Linked DNA regions of Mus musculus: all the other regions are linked to region 3. Evidence: chromatin contacts called from public Hi-C and HiChIP or PLAC-seq data. All regions are on one chromosome and are shown on one strand. The core of a region is the stretch at or near the end of the contact, and the rest is flanking DNA. Distances in the headings are between cores, read along the strand shown.

The links. A called contact is a pair of places that touch in the nucleus more often than the background predicts. HiChIP or PLAC-seq counts read pairs in DNA pulled down with a chosen protein or histone mark.
Region 1: a Hi-C map of myocytes shows a contact between it and region 3, with 2.5 times the contacts expected there. The contact joins the enhancer-like site here to the promoter of Pfn2 in region 3. A contact is called at or near these places in 6 of 39 promoter capture datasets (the 3T3-L1 cell line, the C10 cell line, hippocampal neurons and 2 more), 1 of 15 datasets of contacts at CTCF or cohesin (large pre-B cells), 4 of 484 Hi-C or Micro-C datasets (the HL-1 cell line, Sertoli cells, large pre-B cells and 1 more), 3 of 115 datasets of contacts at active chromatin or transcription factors (neural progenitor cells, pro-B cells and stem cell-derived neural progenitor cells) and 1 of 9 other capture datasets (adipose tissue).
Region 2: a contact with region 3 is called in an H3K4me3 HiChIP or PLAC-seq map of neural progenitor cells, with 14 read pairs. The contact joins the enhancer-like site here to the promoter of Pfn2 in region 3. A contact is called at or near these places in 1 of 484 Hi-C or Micro-C datasets (cerebral cortex) and 8 of 115 datasets of contacts at active chromatin or transcription factors (SST interneurons, VIP interneurons, embryonic forebrain and 5 more).
Region 4: a contact with region 3 is called in an H3K4me3 HiChIP or PLAC-seq map of bone marrow-derived macrophages, with 4 times the contacts expected there. The contact joins the enhancer-like site here to the promoter of Pfn2 in region 3. A contact is called at or near these places in 14 of 39 promoter capture datasets (the 3T3-L1 cell line, 3T3-L1-derived adipocytes, the C10 cell line and 8 more), 2 of 15 datasets of contacts at CTCF or cohesin (the NIH/3T3 cell line and large pre-B cells), 22 of 484 Hi-C or Micro-C datasets (the HL-1 cell line, LSK cells, the MC3T3-E1 cell line and 15 more), 25 of 115 datasets of contacts at active chromatin or transcription factors (the 230-238 cell line, astrocytes, bone marrow-derived macrophages and 15 more) and 4 of 9 other capture datasets (adipose tissue, embryonic stem cells, liver and 1 more).
Region 5: an H3K4me3 HiChIP or PLAC-seq map of embryonic stem cells shows a contact between it and region 3, with 26 read pairs. The contact joins the promoter of Commd2 here to the promoter of Pfn2 in region 3. A contact is called at or near these places in 26 of 39 promoter capture datasets (the 3T3-L1 cell line, 3T3-L1-derived adipocytes, the C10 cell line and 16 more), 2 of 15 datasets of contacts at CTCF or cohesin (the NIH/3T3 cell line and large pre-B cells), 30 of 484 Hi-C or Micro-C datasets (CD4 T cells, CD8 T cells, the HL-1 cell line and 22 more), 34 of 115 datasets of contacts at active chromatin or transcription factors (the 230-238 cell line, astrocytes, bone marrow-derived macrophages and 19 more) and 5 of 9 other capture datasets (adipose tissue, embryonic stem cells, liver and 2 more).

The regions. Positions count from the first base shown.
Region 1 is chr3:58,023,018-58,028,758 of GRCm38.p6, reverse strand. All of the region lies in intron 2 of Gm40055 (a long non-coding RNA gene), which reads left to right. Among named protein-coding and RNA genes, the nearest start is that of Gm40055, 5.8 kb to the left of the region's middle. Within about 2 kb of position 3,593, at least 8 of the 459 cell types and tissues checked have an H3K27ac peak or open chromatin away from gene starts, as enhancers often do. A contact at or near this core is called in myocytes, where this site is marked.
Region 2 is chr3:58,070,352-58,075,792 of GRCm38.p6, reverse strand. No RefSeq gene overlaps it. Among named protein-coding and RNA genes, the nearest start is that of Gm40056, 16 kb to the left of the region's middle. Within about 2 kb of position 3,077, at least 8 of the 459 cell types and tissues checked have an H3K27ac peak or open chromatin away from gene starts, as enhancers often do. A contact at or near this core is called in neural progenitor cells and stem cell-derived neural progenitor cells, where this site is marked.
Region 3 is chr3:57,845,249-57,850,176 of GRCm38.p6, reverse strand. Pfn2 (profilin 2) reads left to right here and starts at 2,420. Exons shown (of 3, transcript NM_019410.3): 1 at 2,420-2,826; 2 at 4,811-4,928. The coding sequence starts at 2,695.
Region 4 is chr3:57,669,899-57,675,177 of GRCm38.p6, reverse strand. Ankub1 (ankrin repeat and ubiquitin domain containing 1) reads left to right here. Exons shown (of 4, transcript NM_001033349.2): 3 at 2,178-2,394. Among named protein-coding and RNA genes, the nearest start is that of Ankub1, 20 kb to the left of the region's middle. Within about 2 kb of position 1,412, at least 52 of the 459 cell types and tissues checked have an H3K27ac peak or open chromatin away from gene starts, as enhancers often do. A contact at or near this core is called in the 230-238 cell line, bone marrow-derived macrophages, hematopoietic stem and progenitor cells and 2 more, where this site is marked.
Region 5 is chr3:57,648,601-57,654,071 of GRCm38.p6, reverse strand. Commd2 (COMM domain containing 2) reads left to right here and starts at 2,388. Exons shown (of 5, transcript NM_175095.4): 1 at 2,388-2,485; 2 at 2,573-2,650; 3 at 3,299-3,381; 4 at 3,857-4,030. The coding sequence starts at 2,419.

The sequences.
Region 1 (5,741 bases), core at 2,344-4,843, 180 kb before region 3:
ACCTCATATACTCATTATAAGGATAAATTAATTAGTGCTGGCAATGCACTTAGGGAACACACAGTTTGAGCTCAACAAACGAATAAAAGATTCACTCTTGGATGTATAGAGAGCTCAATAAATGTTACTATCCCCGTTCTCTTTTAGTTCCAGATGAGCCTTGGTGTTTTTACAAAATTATCAACTGCAACCACCCTATCAGGTAGCTTTCTATCCAACCCTTGGGTTAACCTCTCAGTTTAACAAAATGAAATAGTAATAATATAAATAAAACAAAGCCGGTAGGAAACAGTAGTTCACAGCTATAACCCTGGCACTCAAGACAAAGGCAACAAGGCCACCAAAATTTGAGGCCTGGATGACTTATACCAAATGAAAACGTATTTGGTACATAAGCAAGGCGATCCATCAAGAGCAGGGCAACATTTCTGGTGTCTGGAGAGCAAGGGTGGAATTTCAGAATGGCTCTCCAGGCATCCCAGCTTAAAGATGGTGGAGGGCACTCAACCCCAGCGGTGTTCTGAACTTTCAACATGGCTATTTTTCACTTTCAAAAGCTTTCTTTAACCATTGTATTCTGACACTTTCTTCAAGGCTAAGTATAGAGTAAAACATAACAGAGCAATGTACTCACGCTGAGCTGAAAGGAGCGGGCGTTCTCACCAAACCCGCTCACAGGTGTTAATGGTTTCTTTGTGTTTCTCCAGTGTTGTCTATCTATTCCGGAAGTGCTCATTTTGTCCTCTGACCAAATTATTCCACTACTGTCCTCCTTCCATGCCTCAATTTTTTTTTTTGCGGGGGGGGGGTGGGGGGGGTGGGGGGTGGGGTGGGGGGGGTCGGCTTCTATTCTGTGTTTACAATTAAGTGGGTCGTTGCAGACGATGGTGAGAGAGGATAATCAGTCAGTGCTAGAAATGGGAGACTTGTCAGAATGTTTTCTGACATGAAAATTACTCCCAAGAAAAGGGGAAATCGTTATCTCTGACCAGTACTTCAAGCATATCCACCAACCCAACCATTTGCTATAGAAAGAAGCAGTTCCATGTTCTTCTAAAAGCTGACAAAATTGAAAAGATGAGCTGGCTCTGTGGCAGTACACAAAAGCAGGAGCTGGGTGGTCGCCATTTTGACTAAGGCTCCAGTGGCCTTGAATATAATTTTGGGAGGAGCTGGCGGCAACTACCCAGTAATTGGCTATGCTATCATACACATAAGTATTCTAGAAGTTAATCACCATAATATTGGAGGTAGTGTTCTGGCATGGTTCCCAATACAAGCTATTAAAACTGCAAAAGAGAGGGGAAAACACAGAATTTCAAGTCACCGAGAGAAAAAAAAAAGCTGTGATTTATGAACATTGGGAACAGAAGAAATACGTAAAACAGTGGTTCTTGAGAATTAGATGTAATGCTAGACACCAAATCACAGATATAGAAAGCTCAGAGAGCATCCTATAGGGTGAATGGTTCCATAAAACTATACCAGGACCTGTTCTGGGCAAAATTCAGAGGGCAGAACAATGATGATGAAATCTTGATAGAAGCCAAAAGAAAGCAAATGATTCTGGCTAGCTCTCCCTTGGACATAGGCAACTACAATGCACATGGAAAGTCTTCGAATTCTTTCACCCCCTGATCTCTACAGGAGTAAAACCAAAAATGAGATCCACTGGGCTGGAGAGACAGCTCAGTAGCTAAGAGCTCTGGTTGCTCTCCCAGAGAACCTAGGTTTTCTTCCCAGCATCCATAGGGAGACGAATAACTGTCTCTAACTCTATTCTCAAGGGATCTGACACCCTCTTCCAGTCTTGTGAGTACTAGGCACACAAATGGTTCACAGACATACATGCAGGTGAAACTCCCACACACATAAAATTTTAAAAGGAAGATAATTAAGCCCACTTTCCCCCTTAGAAACCATTAAAGCAAAAAGAGGAGTGGAAATGATGTTTAAAGCATTGGATGAGAAAGTCTGGTGGCATCAAATTCTACAGGATATAACACCATCCTTCAGAAATAAAGGAGAAATGTAAAGGGTTCAGATATACAAAATTACAGAAAGCTGTTATTAGATTTGCCTCTCAAGAAATATTAATGGGGATTCTCTGAAGCCAAGTAAAATATCAGTTTAAAACTCTGACCTTTGTAAAGAAAGGAAGAGATTTAGAGAAGGAACCTTGTTCTTAATTAATCTATAAGTTAGCTATTAGTCAAAAATAGCAGCATTTCACTACACATTCACCATATATATAAAGTGAACACAGTGCAGGGACAGGACAGAGGGATTACAGGTACCCTGTTATTAACTGGCACTCATACTACTAATAATGGGTATAGCCAATTAATTTAAAGTGAGGGCATTGTAAACATATATTCAAATTCAAGAGTAATCATTAAAAATGTTCCAGTAGTTCATATGCTGAGAAGAAAAATATCCTAAGAGTTAAATAAAAACCTTTCATTCACATCACAAGAGGTGGAAAATGAGAGATACCCAAAAGCAAAGAGTAAGGGCACCAGGAAGAAACTAGATACAAACACGGCAGGCATTAACTATGTCATCATAGTTGATAGAGCCAACTACATCCACCAATACATTGAACTACATCATTTCAAGTGCCAGTGGTCTGAACACCTTCAAAAGAGGCCAGAGATTGTTGGGGTTGGTCAAGAAGTAAACCCCTCTCAAATATGAGTGTCACCATAGGCCCAGGGTTTTTTTTTTTTTTTTTTTTTTTTGCTCTATTGAAATGGAAATTGAAAACATTGTCTTGGTGTCAACAGTCCTGTGCTTAAGAGTGTTGGGACCCAATCAGTGTTACAGTCTGGGCTTGGAGCTTAAAGCTGCCACTTTTGGCTCCTGCTCAGAGTGTGGGAACTCTTGAGTTCTGAGTGTTACAGCTCCTACCTTGGAGCATCAGAATCCCTAATCTCAGTGTCATAGCTCAGGGCGTTGAAGCCCTCAGCTGTGACTGTTTCAGATGCCCAGCAGCCAGAGCTCAGTGGCCTGCTGGAATTCTTCTGGCCATCAGGGTTTGCAGTTCTTCCAAGCTCTCAAATCTTAGCAGTGCTACACCTTCCACAGAGTGGCTCTTTTCAGACATTGCGCTTTGCAGCCTCTGCTTCCTACCTTCTACCGTCTCAGTACTCCGACTGTCCTTTGCAGTCTCAGGTCCCCACTGACTGTGCTCCTACCCTCTCTCTGAAACTCATCACCCACTTTCTAGCTGGTGCTGTCAGGTATGTCTGCAGTTTCCAGCCCAGGGAGCCTTGTCTGCCATTTGTGTCACCAGTCTAGCTTGTTCTACATATTATAAAAAACCAAACCCCCCCCCAACCAAAAAAAAAAAAACCCACACCCACAGAGGCTTTCTGGGGCTTAGGTTGCAGCAGGCAGGAGACTGGCAGAGAGGAATGTCTCCTAGCCTTCTCCACCTACAGCAAGATGAATACTGCTTATATAGTAAGCCATCCATGTACACCATCTATGATGCGCAGGGACGGTGTTTTTCCCTGACCTGATTGAGCACTGCTGAGGCTAAGCCTGGGCAAGATGTTGGCTGCATATCTAGAGCAGCTGTCAGTTGGGTCATCTAAGTAGCATCTGAAGCTGACATGGGCAAAGCCTCCTTGAATGATTTAGAATATTTAGAGCAGCTGCAACAGAATCAAAGGCTTCCTGAGAAAAACCACAGTTGGAAGAGTGACCATAATGGCATCAGTGGTTCCCACAACTGGAAAAAAAAAATCTCCTCAGGAGCCTGTGGCTGGTTTGATGGCTTTCCTGGGCAGCAGCAACCAGATCGGATTCTTCCTGAACAGCTGTATGATGGCTGGAGCAGCTGTGTGATGGCTAGAGCAGCTGGGGCCCCCAGGATGACTGCTGCAGGAGTAGCTGCTTCATTGACAACTCATTATAGCCTCCACAGAGATGAAAGGACTGGACTGAAGTGGTTTTCTCAGCCCAGAGGGACATGCAGGAGCTATAGCAATTATATTCTGCAGCTCCAAGGAATACCACCTCTGTTTGACCTGGGGTGTCTTCCTGTTTTGCTTCTGCACAGCTGTCCGCTGGAGCTAACACATGGACCGGATCTGATGATTGTCAATCAAGTTTTTGTGTTGCCACTAACGGCTTCAATCACGTAAAAGGAAAAGAATATGGAGGAGTGTTTGCAATAGGAATTTAATCTGGAAATAATGTCCTTCTTTAGCAGATCTTACCGAACAGTGCTTAATCCCAGCCAAATGCTTTCAGAAGAGGAATCCACTGATCTGTCTCATAATTACACATGCCGATGAGAAATAAGTAGATGGAGAAAAATATACCACACCAACACCAAATAATGGAGTTTCTATATTCATTTCATATAAGGCAGTCTTCAGAGCAAGGGAACATACTATTACATACAATATAAGGATGAGTACTCAAGAAGACATATAACATTTATTATGCACATGTGTATGTGACTAATAATTGAGCATCCTAGTAACTGAAGCAAAAATAGAACTTTTGAGCAGAAACAGATTAAACCTGATATTGTAGTTGTAGTCTTTAGTATAAATGAGCAAATCCAACAAGCTGATAATCAGAATATAGTTGACTTTAACTGTACCATGAACACAGCTGTATAATTCTCATTTATAAAGTGCTTAGTCCCATAATAAAAGTACACATTCTCCTTCAGATTGTATGGAATATTTACCATTATAGGTTGACTGCACTGCAGGATATAAAGCATATCTCACCAATTTAAACGATAAGCAATCAGGACTGTGGGAATTCTTGTTATCATGAGACTTGGAATTCAGAGCCCATGCACTTATATAAAAAGCCAGGGCTGGTTAACCTAGAGCTAAATGGCCAGGAACAGGTGAAGTCCCTGAGCTTATTGGCCAACCAGCTCTAGTCTGCTGTAGCCAGTCAGAGAGAGCACTAGGTTCAGTGAAAGACCCTGTTTCAAAAAGACAAAGTGGTGAATGAGGGAAGACACTAAATATCAACCTCTGGTCCCTACACACACACACACACACACACACACACACACACACACACACACACCATATATACACATACATACCAGACAAGAAGTCATATACCATCTACTTTCAGACTATAATAGAATCGACAACTGAAAAGTATCTAGGAAGTCCACAATCCTGGGAGGTTAAACGACATATTTCTAAATAATACATGATCAAAGGAGAAATCTGCAAGATCTTTTTAAGTTTTTGAACTACATAAAAATAAAAATAATACTAAAATTTTGAAATACATAAATAGTCCATTGATGAATGTTTATGGTATTTTATAGGCATAAAGAGGAATTTTAACACAGGACTATGTTGTATAACCTTTCCCTGTGGAGACATGAACAACCATCTGTCTACCCCAGGTAGGGCACCAAAGAGAGAGAACAAAGCAATGGTTAAATCCAAGGTGCTGAACTGATGAGTTTGCTGGACTCATTATAGATGCACCAATAGCTGAGAGCAGGAGCTGTACTGAGCATGCCCCACGCCATCCTGGGTGACAGTCCATCAGGACTGTCACCTTCACAGACACTGCTTCCCCGAGTTCCAGCTTCAGTTAACCTTCTGCCCTCTATATGCTCCTCCATCTACCAAGACCTTGTGTAGCTGGTAGGCTGGTGAGAGTTGGGGTAGAATCCCAGGTCACACCCCCATGACTATTCCTCTTTTTATTTCTACTAGGGAGTGCTAATTGCCCCATACCAT
Region 2 (5,441 bases), core at 1,828-4,327, 220 kb before region 3:
TTCAAGCAAACTGGGGGCTAAGAGACTGGAATGGGACAGACCTAGGCCTTGGATAGGATTTAATCTGTTTGTTAATCCTCTGGTTGGTGGAAACAAAAGTTTTTACAAAATCAATATAATGCAGAAGGTTTTTATCTATTAGTCACAAAGGTGGGAGGGGGATGGCTATTTTGGGGTGATTGCTGGCTTTAGATCAATTGTAATTAGCCTCTGGACCTACCTCAGTCCAACCTCTCCTCAGCCATCGATGTTGGAGTCAGTTAATCATCCTTGCAGAAAGTTCAGGTGAAGGTCCACTTCTTTCTGGGACATGCATCTTTCTTTCTTTCACATCCATCATGTTCTCTCTTACCTTGAGATTTCAACACCTGTGAAGCCACACATTGCTCAGATATTTCAAAGCATTTCAGCACTTTACCCAATGTTCCACATCTTTACTGTTGAAGTCTACAGTTGTTAGCATTCCTTCAAGGCTCCGCCCCACAGTTACCTAGCAACAGCCAGGTATGCCTGATTCACTCTTAAAAAGGGCTGTTTGCCCCCACCACACTCTCTTAATCTCTTCTCTCCCCTCCCTGCTCTCCTTCTATGTGTTCTTGCCCTCCCATCCCCCATCCCTGTGCCTTTCTTTATCTCTCTACTCCATCCTCAACTCCCCTAGTCATGCCCTAAATAAGCTCTAGTCTATAGGTATGGTTAGTACCTCAGGGGGAAGAGATGCCTCAGCATGAGCCCGCAGAGGCACCCCCTTCCACCTCATCATAACATGCCTCTACCAAACATATACTGGCTCTTTCTTTCTTTTTTTTTTTTTTTTTGTAAAACACAACAGAGATAAACATTTGATCCTTGTGTTTCAGAGAGCTCACCAGATGATTGCTCAAAAGCAGTCTAAGTCCAAGTGAAAGTCTTTATCCCAGTCAGCTGGGATCACACTCAAGTGTTGGGGGACCTAGGCGTGTTCCTGAGTGCTCAGAACATGGAACTCTTAGGAACACAGACATCCATTCATCTCGTTCAACAGCTATGATGGCGGAAGGTGCTTTACAGAGTGAGCAATTTGAAGCAAGCAGTTTTAACAGAAGCTAGCTGGAGGAGGTTCCACACAAACAAGCAGTTTTAGCAAAAACTAAGAGAGTGAGCAATTTGAAGCAAGCAGTTTTAACAGAAGCTAGCTGGAGGAGGTTCCACACAAACAAGCAGTTTTAGCAAAAACTAAGAAGGTTAGCTAGGACATCCTGATCTTTGCTTCCTAGAACAGAGTTGGGTAGTTTTCTGTGGGATTTTCCATCAAGGAGATCAGACTCTAGTTAAACCTGAAATTGGCCTCAACAAGAATACAAGATGGAGGAACTGTCTTGGCCTGTCATCTTTGTGCACATGCTTGCCTCTTTATTAGCCTGTCTCTTCACTTCCTTTAACCTTTTGAGCTAGTCTCTCCTACCACAGAACACGTGACTGGCTGTGTAGGTCACAGTGTGGATTAGAACTTGTGGAACCAGGTATGTCTACTGCTACAAAAGCAGCCAACCTACCTTGAAGTCTTTTTTTTTTTTTTTTTTTTTTTCAAGACAGGGTTTCTCTGTGTAGCCCTGGCTGTCCTGGAACTCACTCTGTAGACCAGGCTGGCCTCGAACTCAGAAATTCGCCTGTCTCTGCCTCCCAAGTGCTGGGATTAAAGGCGTGTGCCACCAGCTATACCTTGAAGTCTTAATTATGCTGGTTCCAGGAAGGTTTGCTCAGCACAGACCTGCTATTGCCCACATAATGAGAAACCCAGCTGCGGTATTGTCTCTCATTCTTTACAGAACACAGTTTTATGCTACACAGTGAAGAGGAAGCACAGGTTTCCTATTCATAACACATGTTTACATACCTCTCCAGCAGAAAAAAAGATTCTAAAGAGGCTTTCAGACTACTGAAACAATGAACCTCAAAGGATTAAAAGTTCTCCAGGAATCCCTTGTTGGCGGGGAGAAAGACTAAAGCCCACATGCTGGCGGAAGAGGGATTTGCTCCCAGGAAGAAATTTTACAGTTTGGACAAATTAACATATGTGTATTTCATGGCTTTTGTTCAATCTTTTCTGTAAAACACTTCAATAGAGAAAGCAGAGAGAAACTAGGAATCTTTCTTCTCCCACTTTGACCAACGTGTAAATAAATTCATTTTCTCTTATACATTGGTTCCCAATCTCTTTCAAGATACAAAGTTTGTGACTCTAAGGTGTGCTACTTCTCATGGGTCGTTACCCTCCTCTCTACCTCCTGTCTTGGGAGATGAAAGTAAGTTAGGAAACTCAAGAAAAAAACTTAAAAAGTAGCAGCTGCTTGAAATACATACACACATATATTTAAATGAAGCTACCCTATGACGGGAGACAATACCCCATCTATATCCTATATGCTAGCAAAAGCAAAATAAAACAACAAAAAAAACCCCCAAAACTAACAACAACAACAAAACCTAAACAATTAAACAAGCAAACAAACAAACAAACAAAAAACCTCAGCCAGAAATGGTTATCTTTTTTTGAGTTGTTTACAAAGTGGATTCCACAGGCCATCAAATACTATGGATTATTTTTCGAAATTATAATCTAATTACAAGATGTCTCCTTTCCTTTCTGTTTTAGCACAATTGGCTCTTTGTTAACACCTAAACACATCACTGTTAAGCTACAACCTTTCCTTTCTTTTTCATTTCCAAGATGACACATTAATATCTATATTATAATATAAAACACTTATCAAACTTTAAAAAGTTCCACAGTCTTTACAAATTCAAATACTTTGAAATTCAATTGTTTTTTGTGTTTTTGTTTTAATTCAGTCTCTTTAAAAATCTTGAACCTCTTTAAAAATTCAGTCTCTTAATTATGGGCTCCTGTAAAATCAAAAATAAATTGTGCATCCCTACTTCAAGAGATAAGAACCAGGACACAGTCAAAATCAAAGTAAATCAAAACACAACTCCAAAAGTGTAAACAACTCATTGTCCAATTATCTGGGACTCACTCATTGCTGCCTTGCAAGGGATTCCTCCAGGTTTCTCCCAGGGACCTAGCAACAGGGACCGAGCGGTAGCTTTCATTATCATCTGCTGCCATTGTCTGCCTGGTGACAGCTTATAAAAAGGACTACTGGCTACCCTTCCTCTCCTCCTCCTCTTCCTCCCCCTCTCCTCATCTGCCCCCCCCCCCCATGTGTTCCCATGAGTTTCTGGCCAACCACCCTTTCTTTCTGCCCTTCTCCATTCCCACTTTCTTTGTCCTCTTGGCTCTTTGTTTGACTGTATCTCTTCTCCAGGTCTTCACTGATGTGTTTTGTAATACAGTGGCATGACGTGGAGGGAGGAGGTGCCTTAGTGGGCCAGTGCTGAGGCATCCCCCCTGAGGTACCAGCCATACAACAGGTCTAGTATGAAATGAAGTTTATTTAGGGGCCTGAGAAGGGGGTTGAGAGGGGAATGTGGGAATGAAAGGGGACAGTTAGGGACAGAAAGAGAGAGAAGAAAGAAAAGAAGAGGCCGGTGGCTGGCCGGGAGCATGGGGAGAAGAGAGAAGGGTTGGGGAGAGGACAGAGAGGGAGAGGGGAAGGAAGGGAGAGAGGGAGGGAGGGAGAGACAGAGACAGACAGAGAGACAGAGACAGAGAGAAAGCAGTTTTTTAATAGCAAGCCAGGTTTGTACCTGGTTGTTGCTAGGTAACTGTTGGGCGGAGCCTAGAAGAAACTCTAACACCCATACCCCTCCCTTCCCCCAAATAAACCTCCCTTATAACAGATCCATTGCATGGTGTGATTTCTGAGGGAGAGAGCTTAGCATGGGCCCACCAGGTACCCTTTTGCCTCCTGCCATGGCTGCATTATATTTCATAATACTCGTGTCTTCTAGGTGTCTCTAAGGGACTTGGGCCACTTCTATGCTCTGCCTTCTGCAGCACACACAGCTAATCTCCTGGGCTCAGGCTAGCTCCCTCTGCTGCTGCTCTAACTAGGGGTCATCCCAGGGCCCTGGCATCTCGGGTCTGCTGGGTTCCCTTGGTTACAGTCACATCAGCATTCTGTTGCCCGTGCTGTCCTTCACTGCCTGCATTAGCTTCTCTTTCTCCTTGAACTGACTTGCATAAGAGCAAACAGAAATAACCACACAGTAGAGTCAATACTAGGCTGTCTTAAAATTTTCCTCTGCCAATAATTAATCCAAAGCTCTTCAACTGAAACTCAGGCAGACTTTTTTCAGACAAGGGCAAAAAGCAGCCATATCCTTTGTGGAATATCACAAGAACATTCTCTAGGTCACTTACTAATTTTCTTCTCTGAAACCTCTTGAGCCTGGCTGTCATAATCCACATTTTTCTCTCTCATCATTCTCTTCCTTCTGGTATAGTACATTACAACTGCTTAAAGTATTCAACTGGATTCCTAATCCAAACTCCCAAAGCCCTTTTTCTGCCCACAAGCAGCATAGTCAGTCTGTCACAGCAATAATCCACTCCCTGGTACCAAATGATGTGCTAGTGTTCTATTTCTGTGAAGAGTCACCATGCAAAGTCAACTTTCATAAAATAAAGCATTTAATTGGGGGCTGGCTTACAGTGCTAGAGGTTTAGTCCATTATCACGTCAGGGAGCATGGTGGCACACGGGCAGACATGGTGCTGGAGAAGTAGTTGAGAGTTCTATATCTGGATCCACAAGCATTAGGAAAAGAGAGAAAGAGGTGGTGGTGGTGAGGGTTGGGCTTTTGAAACCTCCTAGCCCATCCCCAGTGACACATCTCCTCCAATAAGGCCATACCTACTCCAACAAGGATACATTTTCAAATCTTTTTCAAGTAATGCCACTCCTCCATGATTAAGCATTCAAATATAGGAACTTATGGGGCCATTCCATCAATGCTGAGATGGCTACTTTTGCGCTTTAGATAATTGACACCACAGGATTAGTTGATTGCTAATAGATAATATGCTTTCTTAATAAAAAATATTGCAGGCTTGGACTTTTAAATATCTACTATGCATAGTGTATGTATAGTGGGAAATTATTAAGATAAAACCAGTTTCATTCATAAAAATACTGATGCTGGATTTAGTGTCTTTATGTTCATCAGTTTACTGCTTCATATTTAGTTTGTAAAAGAAAATGTAATGATGTATTTCACATGAGTACAGATGGAGACAAAGCTCCACGGTGCACCTGTAGCAGCCTGGGGAATTGTTTTCAAAAACTGCCACTCAGGAAAGGACAGATTTATTACCTCCCCACAGAAACATATTTGAGGGTGAGCCAGTTTGAAAAAGAGAAATCTTCATTCCTAGTTTGACAGAGAAACATGAGAAATATCCCTCATTAAATTACCCTTCAGTAATCTTGGACATTCACTCCAGGAAAGACTGGGCTTGGAGAATCAATGCACAGAAAAAAAAAAAAAGGAAAATAC
Region 3 (4,928 bases), core at 1,171-3,670:
AAACATCCATCCCTTCATGGCTTCTGCATCAGCTCCTGCTTCCTGACCTGCTTGAGTTCCAGTCCTGACTTCCTTGGTGATGAACAGCAGTGTGGAAGTGTAAGCTGAATAAATCCTTTCCTTCCCAACTTGCTTCTTGGTCATGATGTTTGTGCAGGAATAGAAACCCTGACTAAGACATGACCTCAAATTGAAGAGTTCCTTTTGAGCCTGCCTTCCTAGTGCTGGGATTAAAGATATGTGACACTACACCCCCTGCCCCATCTTTAATTAAAAAAAATATTTTATGCATCTTGGTATTTTGCCTGCATGCATATATATGTATACCACCTGCATACTTGGTGCTATGGATCCCCTGGAACTGGAGTTACAGACAGTTGTGAGCTGCCATATAGATGCTGAGAACTGAACCCGGGACCTGGTAGAAGAGCACCCAGTCCCAACTACTGAACCATTTCTCCACCCCATCTTTATTTTTTTAAGGTGATAATAAAAGTTAAGAATTAAAATGATTGTGACAAACAGGCAGAATGATAAATAGGAAAGAGTAAGGGAGATTAAATCAGATGAGGACACAAAGGCAGAAGTGGACAGATTCCTGTATAAGGAGCAGAATTCTCTATCTTCCAAACAGGAGGACAAATACTGTCCCAACTTGACAGCTGACTACTCTGTTGTTGGCCCTCCTCTAGTTTCCATGGTCTTAGTCCTACCTGTGGTAGTTTGAATGAGAATGGTCCCCAAAGGCTCATACATTTGAATGCTTAGTCATCAATGACACTACACAGGAAGGATTGGGAGGTGTGGCCTTGTTGGAGGAAGTATGTCATTGTGGGTGGGGTTTGAGGTTTCAAAAGTTCAAATTCAGGACCAGGACTCTTCTTGTTGCTTTGGGATCTAGATGTGGAACTCTCAGCGATGCCTCTGTATCATGTCAGCTTGTATACTCCCAAGCATGATGATAATGGACTAAACCTCTAAAACTGTAAGCCAGTCCCTTTTAATTTTTTTTTCTTTGTAAGAGTTGCTGTGGTCTACAGGGGAACGCCAGGGCCAAAAAGGGGGAGTGGGTGGGTAGGGGAGTGGGGGGTGGGTGGGTATGGGGGACTTTTGGTATAGCATTGGAAATGTAAATGAGGTAAATACCTAATAAAAATGGAAAAAAAAAGAGTTGCTGTGGTCATGGTGTCTCTTCACAGCGATCAGAACACTAGGACATTAGTTTTATTTTTTAAAGTCCAATAAATAAATAAGCAAAAGTTCAGTGATGCTATTATAAAATTGTCAGTGTACCCCACAACTTTAAAATTGACAACAGCTTGCAATCTATTGGAGCTTTCTTTCCCTTAATAGGCAGGTCAAGTTTGTCATCCATTTAAACTAGTCATCACTGGGGAACATCTGATGCTGGGTCTAGACCCAGCACATAAAATTAATAAAGATGTAGGTGAATGTTCAGAGACCCTTAAACCACTTCCCACCCTGTCTTATACAAGTCTTCCTCAGATCTAGATTCTGAACTATTTTCACCATCTAGTACAGTGGGTCTCAACCTGTGGGCCTCAAACCCTTTGGGGTCACATATCAGATATCCTCCACATCAGATATTTACAGTATGATTCATAACTAACAGAATGTCAGTTATGAAATAGAAACAAAATAATTTAAGGTTGGGGGTCAGCACAGCATGAGTAACTGTATCACGGGGTCACATTAGGAAGTTTGAGAACCACTGGTCTAGTTCAATGACTCCTTTTCTAGCTTGATTATTCTTTGTATTTCATGGATGTATTTAACGCACACTAACTTTTGCAGTTACCAGGTGCACATAGGGTCTGTTTTGTTTAGAATTTCTGGACGACTGAGCCACACTCATGATGAGCAGCACTGGGTTCAGGGCAAAAGCTCCACTGAACCTGAAGTTCCTTGTACTCAAAGGAGGCAACAAAGAGCATAGAGCTGCTCTGATTTCAGGAGCGTGCAGGCGCAGCTGGCCAAGGTCTTCTAAGAGACACCTCCCCAAGTGTGGGCCATCCGCACTGGCCGCTCCCACTACAAAGGGTAAACCCTCCGCATCCCGTCACCAGGGCAACCCTGCCACCCGACACCGATGCTGTCAATACCGCGTCCCCGAGCGGGCGCTTGAGAGGTGAGCGTGGCCGCTGGGCGCCCAGAGCTCCGGCACCCCACGGCGCCCACTCAAGCTGCTTCGCCTCCTAGCCGGTGGTGAGGCCTCCGCCGCCGCGCCCCAGCCGCACGCCCACTCGCCTCCCGCACGTGTGGGCCGTGATTGTCCCCGGCGGTATCCCTCCGCGCCCCCGCCTCGGCTCCCCCGCCCTCCCGGGGACCCTCGCCGGCTGCGCTGCGGAAGGATCGCACGCACGCGCGCGCACATCCCGCCGGCCGCGGAGAGCCGAGGGAGCTGCGGCGGTGTGAGACGGCCGTCACCAGCCCCGCTGCCAGCGTCGCTCCGCCGCCGGCTCCTGAGCCCCGCGGCCGCGGCCGCCCGGCGCTCCCCGCTGCGGGTCCTGTCACCGCCCGCCGCAGTTCCCCGGAGAGGGGCGGTCGGTGCCTGCGCAGAGCCGCCTCCTCCCCGCCCCCGCCCCGCCTCCACCGCCGCCGCCGCCGCCGCCGCCGCTGCCGCTGCTGCGCCTCTGCTCCTGCCGTCCCCGCTGCAGTGCGAAGGGCTCGAAGATGGCCGGTTGGCAGAGCTACGTGGATAACCTGATGTGCGATGGCTGCTGCCAGGAGGCCGCCATTGTCGGCTACTGCGACGCCAAATACGTCTGGGCAGCCACGGCCGGGGGCGTCTTCCAGAGCATCACGGTGAGGCCCGGGGGCGCCAAGCCGGCAGGTGTGCGGCGGGCCTCTGAGAAGGGGACGCCCGCCCGCGAGGAAGGGATGCGGCTAGGGCTGAAGGGAAGGGTACCGCCGGCTTCCTCGCCCGCCCGCGAGGAAGGGGATGCAGCCGGAGCCCGGTTGCGGGCAGCTGAGCCTGGGGATGCTGCCCGAGGCCGCGCGGGGGCGGGGCGGCCGGACTCTTCGCCCCGGCGGCGCCCCGGCTTGCGGCTGCCAGGGTGGAGGAGGGGACGCCTCCCCGGGAGGCCCTCGGCGTTCGGGGAGCCCTGCGGGCTGCAGTGCGGGTCCCCGGGTGTGGGCGGGGGGAATCTGGGCGGCAGGCTGGCCCTGGATCTGGTTCGGTTGTGAGCGCGGAATGTGGGAGGCGGCAGTGGCCGGATCCCGGGAATTAATGGAGTGACTTTGCGTAGGCTTGCGGGTGTCCAGGCCGCCTAGGCTGGAGAGAAAGGTACGCGGACCACGTAGGTGGAATGGTGAATCTACTTCAGCTTGTGGTTCTATAGTTTTTTTTTTTTTTCCTCCAAGATGGCGAACTGCCATTGATTTCTCTTCTCCACCTATAGAGATTCATCGATATACTGTTATCCCCAGTTACGCAACATAGCTCTAAAAAGGGGATGGTTTAAGGGTGATTTAAAAAAATCTGGGGAGTCGCTGGAGGGGGATAACACTTCTCCAAGTCACTCCCTCTTTAGTGATGGTAGTAAAAGAACTAATACCGATTTATGCTTCACGGTGCCTCCTTTTCATGTGACTTGATGGCTTTTGACTGGGTTGCCACACATTTGGAGAATATTCGTCAACCAGTCTCCAACACTGCTTATTGTTATGCTTGTTTCTATGCAATGCTCTTTAAGATTTTGACACCAGTATCAAGTACAGGACCATTCTCTTAATTTCTTTGCTCCCCACTCCCACTCCCTCCCCTACCACATAACAGAATTCAAGTCCCATATCACAGGTGCTCAGCATTTTACTACTTAATGTGGTTTAACAAATTAGTGTGGATTCAGTCTGTGACAGGAGTGCTTTAAGATCTCCTGTCCCCATGTGGGAGGCCACAGTTCCTATAGCGAATTGACATTTGGTGATTAACTTTTTTTTCTGCAGTCTTGTCTTTGTGTGTGAGTTCCCGCTGTCTGGCTTAAGAATATTGCGGGAGTATGCTTGGAAATGGCTGGGGCCTGCTATGACTCTGCAGTTCTGATGGGGGCGACGCCTTCCTTCTTATTCATGGAACGTTAGAATGAACAGATTCTCTTTTCCGGTTCTGGTGGCTACCTCACTTTCTTTACCAATGCCCCTCCATTTTCTCTCTGATTTTGCTGTTGCTACCGCAGTGCTGTAGACAGAATCACTCTGCATTTGTCCAGAAGGAAAGCAGGTTATTGAATGGAAGGGCAAGGCAAGTTGGAGAGAAAAGAGTGGTGGCTAGAAAAGTAGGAGGGAAATATGAATTTGGAGATGTCCCACAGTCTGTGGTAACTGAGGTTCATACTACCAGGGACATTTCAAGCTGCTTGAAACAGAGATGTAAGCAGGCCCATCTGGATCGACTTTACCCAACTTTAAATTTGATGCAACATGACTAATGTGGCAAAATATGATAGTCAAGCTGTTGTATACAAGAGCTTATACCTGAATCTTTACAATTACATAAGCACCTCAAGTAGCACCTGACTTGAGATAGTTTATAAATAACTCGTTTTCAGTTTGCACCTAGTGTCAACTGCCAACTATTTAGGGAAACTCTCTGTATGGTTGATACACACTGGCTTTTAGTTAGCAGGCCTCACTGTTCGCTGCAAAAGCAAACTAATGTGTAAATCATGTAACCACGAAGGAATAGGTAATAATAAAAACAGCTATCTTGATTCTACGGTAGCACACAGTTTGTTGTATCAGATTCTGATTAACTGTAATTTTTTTCTTCTTTGTTTTGGGTGGCCAGCCAGTAGAAATAGATATGATTGTAGGAAAAGACCGGGAAGGTTTCTTTACCAACGGTTTGACTCTTGGAGCAAAGAAGTGTTCTGTGATCAGAGATAGCCTATACGTTGATGGTGACT
Region 4 (5,279 bases), core at 163-2,662, 170 kb after region 3:
CTAATTATGTCCCCCAAAACTGTTTGCATGAGAAGGTCCACATGTAGCTTCTGGGAACCTGTTCCCAGCTGGTCCTGATTAGTAAATAAAGATGCCAGCAGCCAAGAGCTAGGGAGGAAAGACAGAGGTGGGATTTTAGGATTTCCGGGGCTTGGGCCCAGGAGGAAGAAGAAGGAGAGCCACCATGCAGGGTCCATTCATAGAGCCTGCCATGGAGTAGAGAAGCAAGAAGAGTGGCCCAGAAAATGTGACCCAGAGGGTTGACTAATCAGAGTTAAGAGCAGCCAAGATGGAATGTAGGAGTTAGTAAATAACAACTCGGAATTGTCAGCAGGAAGTAGATTCTAGCAGCATGGAGGTTAGGAAGTTGCTCAGCTATTGTGTTGCTTGAGGCACATTAAAATATAAACACTGAAGTGTGTGTGTGTATGTGTGTGTGTGTGTGTGTGTGTTTGTGTGTGTGTGTGTGTGTATTCATTCAAGAACATCAACCATTTGAGGTGGGAAGTAACCCAGGCACACACCACCACCACCACCACCACCCAACATATGTGTGGAGCCCACAGAGACTAGAAAAAAAAAATCAGAGGCACCAAAGTGGATTTACAGGCATTTGTGAGCTGCCTGATGTGTTGATATGTGTGCTGGGAACTGAACTTGGGTCCTGTGGAAAAGCAGCAAGTGCTCTAAGACACTGTACCATTAAAAGACAGCCCCTCTCCACTGTCTTTTAATTACATTGTATAATAACTTCTGCCTGACTATAAGTATTTCTGGGACAAATTTGTCAGATACTTACCTGAGGGAGCCAAGGGAAGCATGAATGTTCTTACTGAGTGAGACTGAGATTATTACAACCTATGCTCAGAACACTTAGCCCACTGGGCACAGCTTGCCAGGCTGGCTTCATGTGTAACAGAAGAAACCCTGAACCCGTTCAACTGGTTTCAGTCAATGAAATGCACTCTCAATCAAAATACTGGAAACTCATATTTCATCAGTAACATCATTCCTCTAAGAATTTCTGAGATGTGTATGTTATATTATGACAGTGGTATCCGGGAAGAGGAATGGAGTTAACATACTGTAAGCAGGAACAGGCTCCAGGAGAACCCGAGAAGAATTTAGCTTTGGGTTGGCTTTTGTCTCTTGAGACAGTTATGTAGAAAACTTTCTATGTACATGAGGCTGGTGTTCAACTCCTGATCCTACTGCCTCTACCTCCCAACCTCTCAAGTCCTATAACTACAGGCAAGGTGTGGTAAGTGGCTGGGTTGGCTGAAATTGCATGAAGGACTTGAAACTCAGGTAGTCACTTCTACGAAAACCTCTGTGGTGGAGACATTCTGGGGCCGTGCCATGCCCTTGCATGTGCTCAGCCACCGAAAGACTGCTGAAGACAAATGTTAACAGTCCTGCCACCACTGAAGGGGAAGTATAGCCAGTTTCACTTCTCCAGACTGCTGGAAAGGTACTCCTATTTCCCCGCCCCCTCCTTGGGCTTGGTTGGTTCAAGTATTGCTGAGAGGATTAACATTCCCTCAACTTAACATTTTTACTTCTGATGTCTCAATTCTACTTGCTTTCCTATTTGGACTCTAAAATAAAAGGAATAATGAAACTGAAAAAAAAATCTATATTAGGTATTTCTGTTTTACAGTATTTGTATTTGGTATTTTGTGTTACATCACTAGTAAGTAATAATAGTAACTCTAGTGTGTTCGATAAGAAGCAGGCCACGCAGATGAGGAAGAACAGACACAGTTAAGAAAACTGTTCCTTGTGTTCTCACTTGGATCCAGCCTCCGGACAGAACCTCAGAAAAGGGACTTTTTTAATTGGCCAAAGGTGAAAAGCCCAGTCTCTCCACATTAAGCACAGAAGAGTGGAGAAGTGCTCTCTGTTCTGTTTGCTCTGGGAGCACAGGATACAAGCTGGCCGCACTCCACTTCTAGATCTGGATCTGTAGCATAAACCCCAGAGCCCTGAGTCTTCATCCCTTGGCTCAAAGCAGGGGCCAAGTGATGTCCTCAGGGCAGGGAGTGAAACCAAGCCACAGAAGAAAAGTGGCTTTATATTTCCCCACTTTGCACACACATCCTGGGAAGGAGAAATGCTCAGAGTCCTGCATCCCTAACAACCCTCGGACAGTGAGTGTCCCCTTTTCTCTCCTGCAGAAGGAAGACAAACCCACTCTCTATGTGTTCAATGCCGTGACCCAGGAGATGATGCCAATAATGGAGAACATGTCTCTCTTGGATAAAAAGGTGTCTGACCTGAGAATGCTGGTAACTCTGAGATGCGGCTTCCCTGTGAGTGTCTACTGTCTCCGGACACCAACGGGACTGGAGATGTATGACTGCAACACCCTCAAGGATTACCAGACTGATATCGGTAATGCCTGCCACATTTCATGTCAGCTGCCACCCAGGACTAGGGCTCTTTTATGCCAGGTTTTGCAGCTTTTCTAGAGGAAATGGAAACCTTGGTTTTTATATTCATACTGTTAGGCTTATTTATTTACCCTAAAATAGCCAATACATTATGTGACTTAACGATCAGAAGTATAAAAAGATGTACAGTAATAACTCTCCCTGGCCCCCTAAGCACTTGGTCTCTTCCTATAGGAAACCCTGGTTGGTATCAAGATTTAAAATCACAAATTACATCACACCAAATGGAGCTGTTGCAAATTGAAACCTCAGGAGGCACCCTGAGGGTGTCAACTATCAATATTTTGCTTTTTCATCTGGGTCTGTAGAATAAGAAATAATGGTCTCACAATTCTGCTTATTCCTCTATGTAATTTTAGAATTTTTATTTGTGTGTGTGCATATGGATATGTGAACATATATGTGTGTCTATGTATATGCACACACACACCTTTGGAGGGCAGAAGAGGGAGAGAGATCCCCTAGAGTTGGGGTTACAAGTGGTCATGAGCTGGAAACTGATCTCCAGATTCTCTACAAGGGCACCTCCCATGCTCCGAACTGCCGAGCCATCGCCAGCTCTGCTCTGCTAATTCTTTTTCCTTTTTAAAAAGATTTTTTTTTCTGTGAATACATCTCTGTCTTCAGACACACACCAGAAGAGGTCCTATTACAGAAGGTTGTGAGCCACCACGTGGTTGCTGGGAATTGAACTCGGGACCTCTGGAAGAGCAGTCTTAACTGCTGAGCGGTCTCTCCAGCCCTACTCTGCTAATTGTTAAAGCAACATTTTGCTAATATCATCAGGCTAGAAGGACAAAACTCAAAGAACATCATCTTTGTCTTCTAAAGAACATTTCAAGCACATACAGGAGTTCAGATGTTCTTTCTTAATGCGGGTGGCAGCATTATAATACAGAGTTCTGAAACTTGCTTTGTACAATTTCATTTTAAAATGTTGCCAATTATATTACAACAACCTTTCTAGCAGCAGTTCTGTGCAGGATGAAAAGCTGCCTTAGCTGGCTGGAATTTGCCCAACAAAAAGACGATAACTTCTCTTTCAGAAACATGCGTTCAGGTCGCATCTTCTGTGGCCAAATGTCAACAGCAAAAAGTAATAGATTTGTCTTACATATGCTAGAAAGTGACTCAGATCTTAAATTATTCCTGAAAGGTGAATGAATCCTTACTGAAGATCAGCTCATCTCAGAGTGGGAGGGTGCTATAACATTTGCTGAAAGGGATTTTTGAGTTCTAATAGACACACAGGGCTTTGTAGGCATGCTTGAGTTAAATAGTTTTGCTTTCTGTTAAAAAATAAAAATAAAAAATAAAAAAGAAGCTAAAATCACTGCTAAATCTACACTTATTGACATTTCTCCCAGCTCTTACTTTGCTGAGCAATTGACTTCCATGTTGTTTGGAACTGAAGATCTAAAATTGTTGATATCAACTCTTGTCTCTATTTTTGATCAGAGAAAGTAAAGCTGTAGGATTTGTCCCCAGAGTGCTACTCTAGTTCTGAGTGCTTGCTGGAGGCTTATTCGACCTGGAATGTAGGGCTCACTCTGATTTGTGCTCAAGCAGCTGATAATCCAATGCTTTCATTAAAGATCAGAAGATAGAACAACACTAGAATGCTTTCTGGAGGGCATTCGTTCACTCACTTCTTGGACTGTGACATTTTAAAGCTGGGAAGGATTTGGAAATTACTTGGTCCAAACCCACTTTTCCAAGATTAAAAACAAACAAACAAACAAACAAACAAAAAAACAGTTTCTAAATTTTTCATGATATGTTGAAGAATCCCTTAAATTTGAATGTGTGTGTGGGGGGGGGGGGTGAGAGTGGAGGGTATTTGAGAGAGAGGATTTCAGATGTAAAGTCTAGAGCCCAGAAATCATAGGTAGATCTCCTGGCTACCCACAGAACATAAGGCTCAAAGAGAAGGATGGGGTTAGGGAGGTGGCTTTGGCCTGCTTCTCACCATTCCCAAGGCATAACCAGCATTCCCTAGGTAGCCAGCCAGCCCACTTGCTTTAACTAGAGGAATCCTGGCCAGAATTCTGCTCATTGGAGAACCTCTCCACTCTCTACTCAATAAACCACCCTTGCTGCTATCTATAGGGGACTCTGAATCCTTCTCCAAAAGCAGTGGGAAATAACATTTTGGAAATGCAATCACATCCAGATTTGAGTTTCTCATGAGTCAGCACACATAGTACCTCATACGGAAACGCACAAAGTTGCCCCTGCACACTGGCATTTGCAGCAAAGTGGAAGAGATGAACTGTGGTCATATCCTCAGTTATAATCCAACAAACCAAGTTGGTGTGAGCTAATGAGATCACAGGGAGACATTCAGGAGATTGTGGTCTGGGGTGCATGGGATGAAGAGCTATGGATGGTCAGAGAGGAGGGATAGGAGGGATTCTGGGCTTCACAGGACTGTGAGCATACACTAATCCTAAGGAGAGGCTGAAAATAAAAGACTAAACTGAGAGGATTCCCCTGACCACACAGCGAAGCACAGTCCTACGAGCTAACCATGACGGTACACGCCTATAATCCTAGCACTTACAAGACACAGACAAGAGAATCGCCACGAATATAATGTCACTCTCATCTGTGTGGCAAGTTCCAAGCTAAACAGGGTTATATGGGGAAAGATTGACTGTCCCCACCTCCAAAAGAAAAAAAAAAACTAGATGAGGAGCTGAGGAGATGGCTCAATTGACAAAGAGCTTGTCACACACACAGGAGGACCCAGGTTTGATTCCCCACTACCCACATGAAATCCAGGCGCAATGAATGATGCATGCCAAGAGCCCCAGATCTAGAGAA
Region 5 (5,471 bases), core at 1,139-3,638, 200 kb after region 3:
ACCCTGGACGGCAGAAGGCAGCAGCAGATGAGCCCGGTAGCAGGTGGTAGCCTCTACGGTTACATCTCCTGTGCAGATTTCTGATAGTAACATTCCTAACCCTGCAAGTGCTATGATCCCTGGGCAAGCCTTAGTGTTGGAATAGACCTTGAACAAACAGCGCCAGACCCTGACTAAAGAGCTTTTCTCCCCTAAAGCTTGCTGAAATCCCCTGCCACTATGTTGAAACTCCAACCTCTTGCCAGGCATGGTGGTGCATGGCTTTAATCCCAGCACTCAGGAGGCAGAGGCCAGCAGACCTCTGAGTTCAAGGCCAGCCCTTCTACAGAAGAAGTTCCAGGCAGCAATGAAGAGAGACCCTGTCTCAGAAGACCACAAAAACAAATAAAACAAAACCCTCCAGTTCTTCCCTCCTCACTGCCATTTCCAAACTCATCTGCCCACTCTGCCCTTGCATCCTGATAGCCAGGCAAGGGAGTTTCTAAAGATAAACAGACCTGTGTGGATAAACAGCTCCAGGAGGGAGAAACTACAGGCTTACCTGTAGCCCTAGCAGTTGCATTCCCAAACTGCCTACATAAGCCCAAGCACCCCCTTTTCCTTTTGCAGACACTGCCTTCATCCTGTGCCTGCCCTTTCTGTTTGAAATAAAGAGTTCCATCCGTTGAGGTCAGACTGGTCTATTTCCTGCCTCTATAAGCTGTTTCTTTAAGCTGCCTCGGAAATCTAATGTTGTGCTACTTCAGAAATCTAACATTGGTAGTGGAATCCTTACTTCTACAAGGTTCATGGCTCTTGTATAGGTCTACAGTAAGTACCAAGACTCTTTTATAGGTGTAAAAAAAAAATCAAGATATCTTAGTCTTGGGCAGTAGCCAGCACTGAAGATACTAAATAGGCAGGTATCCAATTCCTCACCCCTTGGTGATAGACAATTGTGTAGTTCCTGGGCCTGGGGTAGTTGAAAACATTGGCTCCCTAGAACTCAAGAACTCTTTGATTATTTCTAAAATAATTTTTATGACATTAGGAAGAGACAGAGAGTGAGAAAAGGGAGAGAGGGGAGGAGTGAGTTAATATGTGAACACATGTGCCTCAGTGTACGTTGGTGAGTCAGAGAACAACTCATATGTGTTGGTTTTCTCTTCTACCGTGAGGGTTCCAGGGGTTGAACTCTTGTCTTCAGGCTTCACAGCAAGCAGCTTTTATCCACTGAGCTATCTTACCCACTCAGCTATCTTACCCACCCAGTCTGTTTGAATCTTTACCATCTTCTATCCCTCTTCAGTTCCTAAGAAACTGGTTATTTTACGTTCCCCGCCTCTCAGCTCTCCCTCTTCTGCTGGCAAGAGTCAGGCTGTGCTGTCACTTCTATGGCTTGATGTTCAGAATGCTCAGCTGTCGCAGCTGCTGCCACATGGCTGCTTTTATCATTGCTGCTATAGCACTGTATCTGCTTCCAGAAGTGGGCAAGAAAAGACCCCTAGAGAGAAGCCTTTTATTGAGTCCAAAGTTGTAGCAGCAAGGGATACAGTGTAGGGTGTGTCTATCCCTACCTGCTCATGAACTGAGCAGCCAGCTTCTAAATCTGAAGAAATGGTGTTTGCACCATTTGAAGCAAACCTCACATGTAAACAAAGGTATGTTTGGTTAGCATCTTCCCTTTTGTACTAAGAAAGTGCTCCCTTTCTTGCCTAAGTGGACACGTTCACAGGCTTATTTAGGGATCATGAAGGCTTGTGATAACACAAAGTCCTACACAAACTGTTCAAAACTACCCTAGTTGGGGCTGTATCTTCAGAAATTAATGCAAAGACCTCTGCTCATAGTGTAGTCATAGTGTAGTTTCTTCAAGGTATTTGTGGAGTGTACAAAATAGTCACTACATATATATTTATGTATATATACATGTAATATACGTATACATATATACATATATATACACATATATATACATATACACATACACATACATATACATGAGTATATGTATATACATATACACATATACACATACACATACATATACATATACATGAGTGTTATATACCCAAAACTAGAGTTAGTGATGGTTGAGAACGTGAGTACTGGAACCGAATCTGGTTCTTCTGCAAGAGCAACAAGAGATCTTAACCACTTAACCACCATCTCTCCAGCACTACATATTACACTTTTGCAGGATGGCTCATGAATGAGTGGAAGACTTGTACCTTCAACTCTTTTAACCAGCGTTCACTGCCTACCTTCACTCCTATAGAGTGAACCGGACGATACCGTGCTCCTAGGACTGCCAGCAACCGGAACCCAAAGCATGGGCTGTACCGCGACGCCCGCCGGAACTTCTTTTTGCCTGCACAGAGGTCGGAAGTGGTGAGGGCGGGGCCGGCGCCGGGTGGCAAAGTCTGAAGAGCCGCTAAAATGCTGCTGGATTTGTCCGAGGAGCACAAGGAGCACTTGGCCTTCCTGCCGCAAGTGGACACTGCAGGTAAGTTAGTGCTTGCGGGGTGCTTGCGGCGGGGACAACCCGGGGGACAGCCCGGCACTCACAGCCTGCTGCTGACTTCCGTTGCAGTGGTCGCCGAGTTCGGGAGGATCGCCGTGGAGTTCCTCCGACGGGGCTCAAACCCGAAGATCTACGAAGGCGCCGCCAGTAAGAAAGGGGGAGGACGGGCTCTGTCTGTGGAGCTGGAGAGTGCGATCCATTCTCTTTCTCCGCAGGAGTCTTTGCAGGTCCTAGGGTCTTGTTCCTTGTTCCTCTTAAAACCCCGCAGAGCAGTCAGTCAAGGCGCACACTGCAAGGAGCTGCGCGCTTTTATAACTAGTGTGGAACAAATATCTTCATATTTAAAATGAATACAGTGCCACCTGCCTTTTAGAAATATTCTGGTGCTTAATAAAATACCGCATGCTGAAGAAGTGGAACTGTCATCGAAGTGTTTAGTAAACATTTGCTACCCAGAAACTGCTTTTTTTCTAAGCTGGGGGGGGGGGGGTGGTGGTGGTGGTGGTTGAGATTAAGAACATCTCTACTGACTTCTCCTTCTGCCTGGGTTGAAGGGGCTTTGTGTGTCTGTTCACAGGTTTGTGTTTTGTTAGGCTGACTTGGAGGGAAATAGCCAAGGCCCCTGTTAGTGGAGTGGGTTAAGAAGGAACAGTAGTCTCCGCTTAACTCATTTTTATTGTATAGTTTGAAAACAGAGCAATTGAATGTGTTTATTTTTAAACAAATTGATAATCTGTTTATTTCTTCACCACCCCACCACCACCACCACCACCACCACCACCACCACCACCTTAGGAAAACTGAACGTGAGTAGTGACACTATCCAGCATGGTGTGGAAGGATTAACGTATCTCCTCACCGAGAGCTCAAAGCTTATGGTAAGACTTCTGAGAGCTGTATTGTATCACCCAGATCCTTTCAAACTGGCGCCTATTACAATATTTCTAACTCATAATCGAATTTGTGCAGTATACCAAAACAGTGCTATTGGCGTTATCTAATATGAATTCCTCTTGCCGGTTTAAATTATAATTGTCTCTATTTCTGCATCATGTGCCATCACCCATGTATGTCAGGAGATGGGAGAATGAAATATTGCATTTTTAAAAATGTATCAGCAGTCATTATCTGGCTTGATGGAAAAATATTAAATAAAATTAGGCATCTTAATTTCTTTCCTATTTTAATAAGGTTATTTTGTATATTAGTAACTTGGATTTCAGAATGGTGGGTCTTTAAGGAATGTTCTAAATAGAATTAGAGGATATAATGTACTTGTGTGTGTAGAAATGGTTTAGCATTTACTAGACAAAGATAAATTCCAGTGTTCTGTTGAACTCAATTTACCTTTAGATTTCTGAACTGGATTTCCAAGACTCTGTCTTTGTTCTGGGATTCTCTGAAGAACTAAACAAATTATTGCTTCAGCTCTACCTGGACAACAGAAAGGAGATCAGAACTATTCTGAACGAGTTAGCACCTCGTCTTCCCAGTTACCATAGTCTTGAGTGGCGGCTAGATGTACAGGTATGGCTTTTCCTTTTCTTAAATCTGTTATTTACCAACTTAACCAAGCTCTGGTGTGAAAACGAAAATGTAGATTTTAATGGTCACTTTGGGTCATTTCACAAGTAGCTCATTTCCTTTTATTTCTAATTTGATTTACTGAGTTTAATTTGCAAAGGTTTTAAATTTGTTTTTATTACATGTGTTTACTTAATGTATGCGTACATGAATGTCACTTGTGTAGAGGTCAGAGGACAGCTTTCAGAAGTTTGTCCGAAGGGACTGAACTCAGGTAGTCAGGCACAGTAGCAGTTGTGCAATCTGAAAAGTTGTTAAGAAGTCGTTTAGAAGAAAGTATGGTTTACAAAACAGACTTGTTTGTTTGTGTTGCTTTGGTTTTTGGCAATGCTTAGTTTAAAAACACAGTTCTCTCTTGTACACAAAGAAAAGTGTACAAGTCTGTGTACTCAATATCACATAGTCACAAACTCAAAATAGATGTGACCGTGACCAGGACCCCAGAGACATCTTTTTTTTTACCTCCTATTAATGATTGTTCCTTCCCTCCTCTCCAAAGGTAACCACCATCGGAAGTATTTAATGCAGTTTTTTTTTTTTTTTAACTCATTTTATCTGTGCACACATGCAGTGACTGAGGCAATCCTCCTATATAGGGCCGGGGTTAGTTCTGGTAGTGCATTCTCCTAGTGTATTCGAGGCCCAAGCTTGAATCTCTAGCACCGGAACAAAAAAACTTACACAGAACACAAAAAAATCATTGATGTCTGGCTTCTCTGGTAAAACATTGTTTTTGAAAAGATTTGTCATTTAGCTATTTTGGAAGACTCATAAATCCAGGATCCAGGCCCAATACAGACCCCAAGTCTCAGTTACTTGAGAGGCTGAAGCAGTGGGGCCACTAGCCCAGGAGTTTGAGACCAGTCTGGGTAACAAGTGTGAGATACTTTTTCAACTAGAAAGATGTTATCTACAAAATACACAAAGAAAAGTGTACGAGTCTGTGTACTCAATATCACATAGTCACAAACTCAAAATAGATGTGCCCTATCTGATTCTGATGATACTAGTATAAAGTTTGGCCTGGAGAGCAGAAATTTTAAAATCTCTCTTTTAATCCAGATATTGGTAATAGGAATCAAAGTTTGTGCGTCATTATCACAGTAGAGACTGTGTAACCTGAAATAAGGAAGCTGTACTGGCTAGTATTGTGTCAACTTGACACAGCTGGAGTTATCACAGAGAAAGGAGCTTCAGTTGAGGAAATGCCTCCATGAGATCCAACTGTAAGGCATTTTCTCAATTAGTGATCAAGGGGGAAAGGCCCCTTGTGGGTGGGACAATCCCTGGGCTGGTAGTCTTGGTTCTATAAGAGAGCAGGCTGAGCAAGCCAGGGGAGGCAAGCCAGTAAAGAACATCCCTCCATGGCCTCTGCATCAGCTCC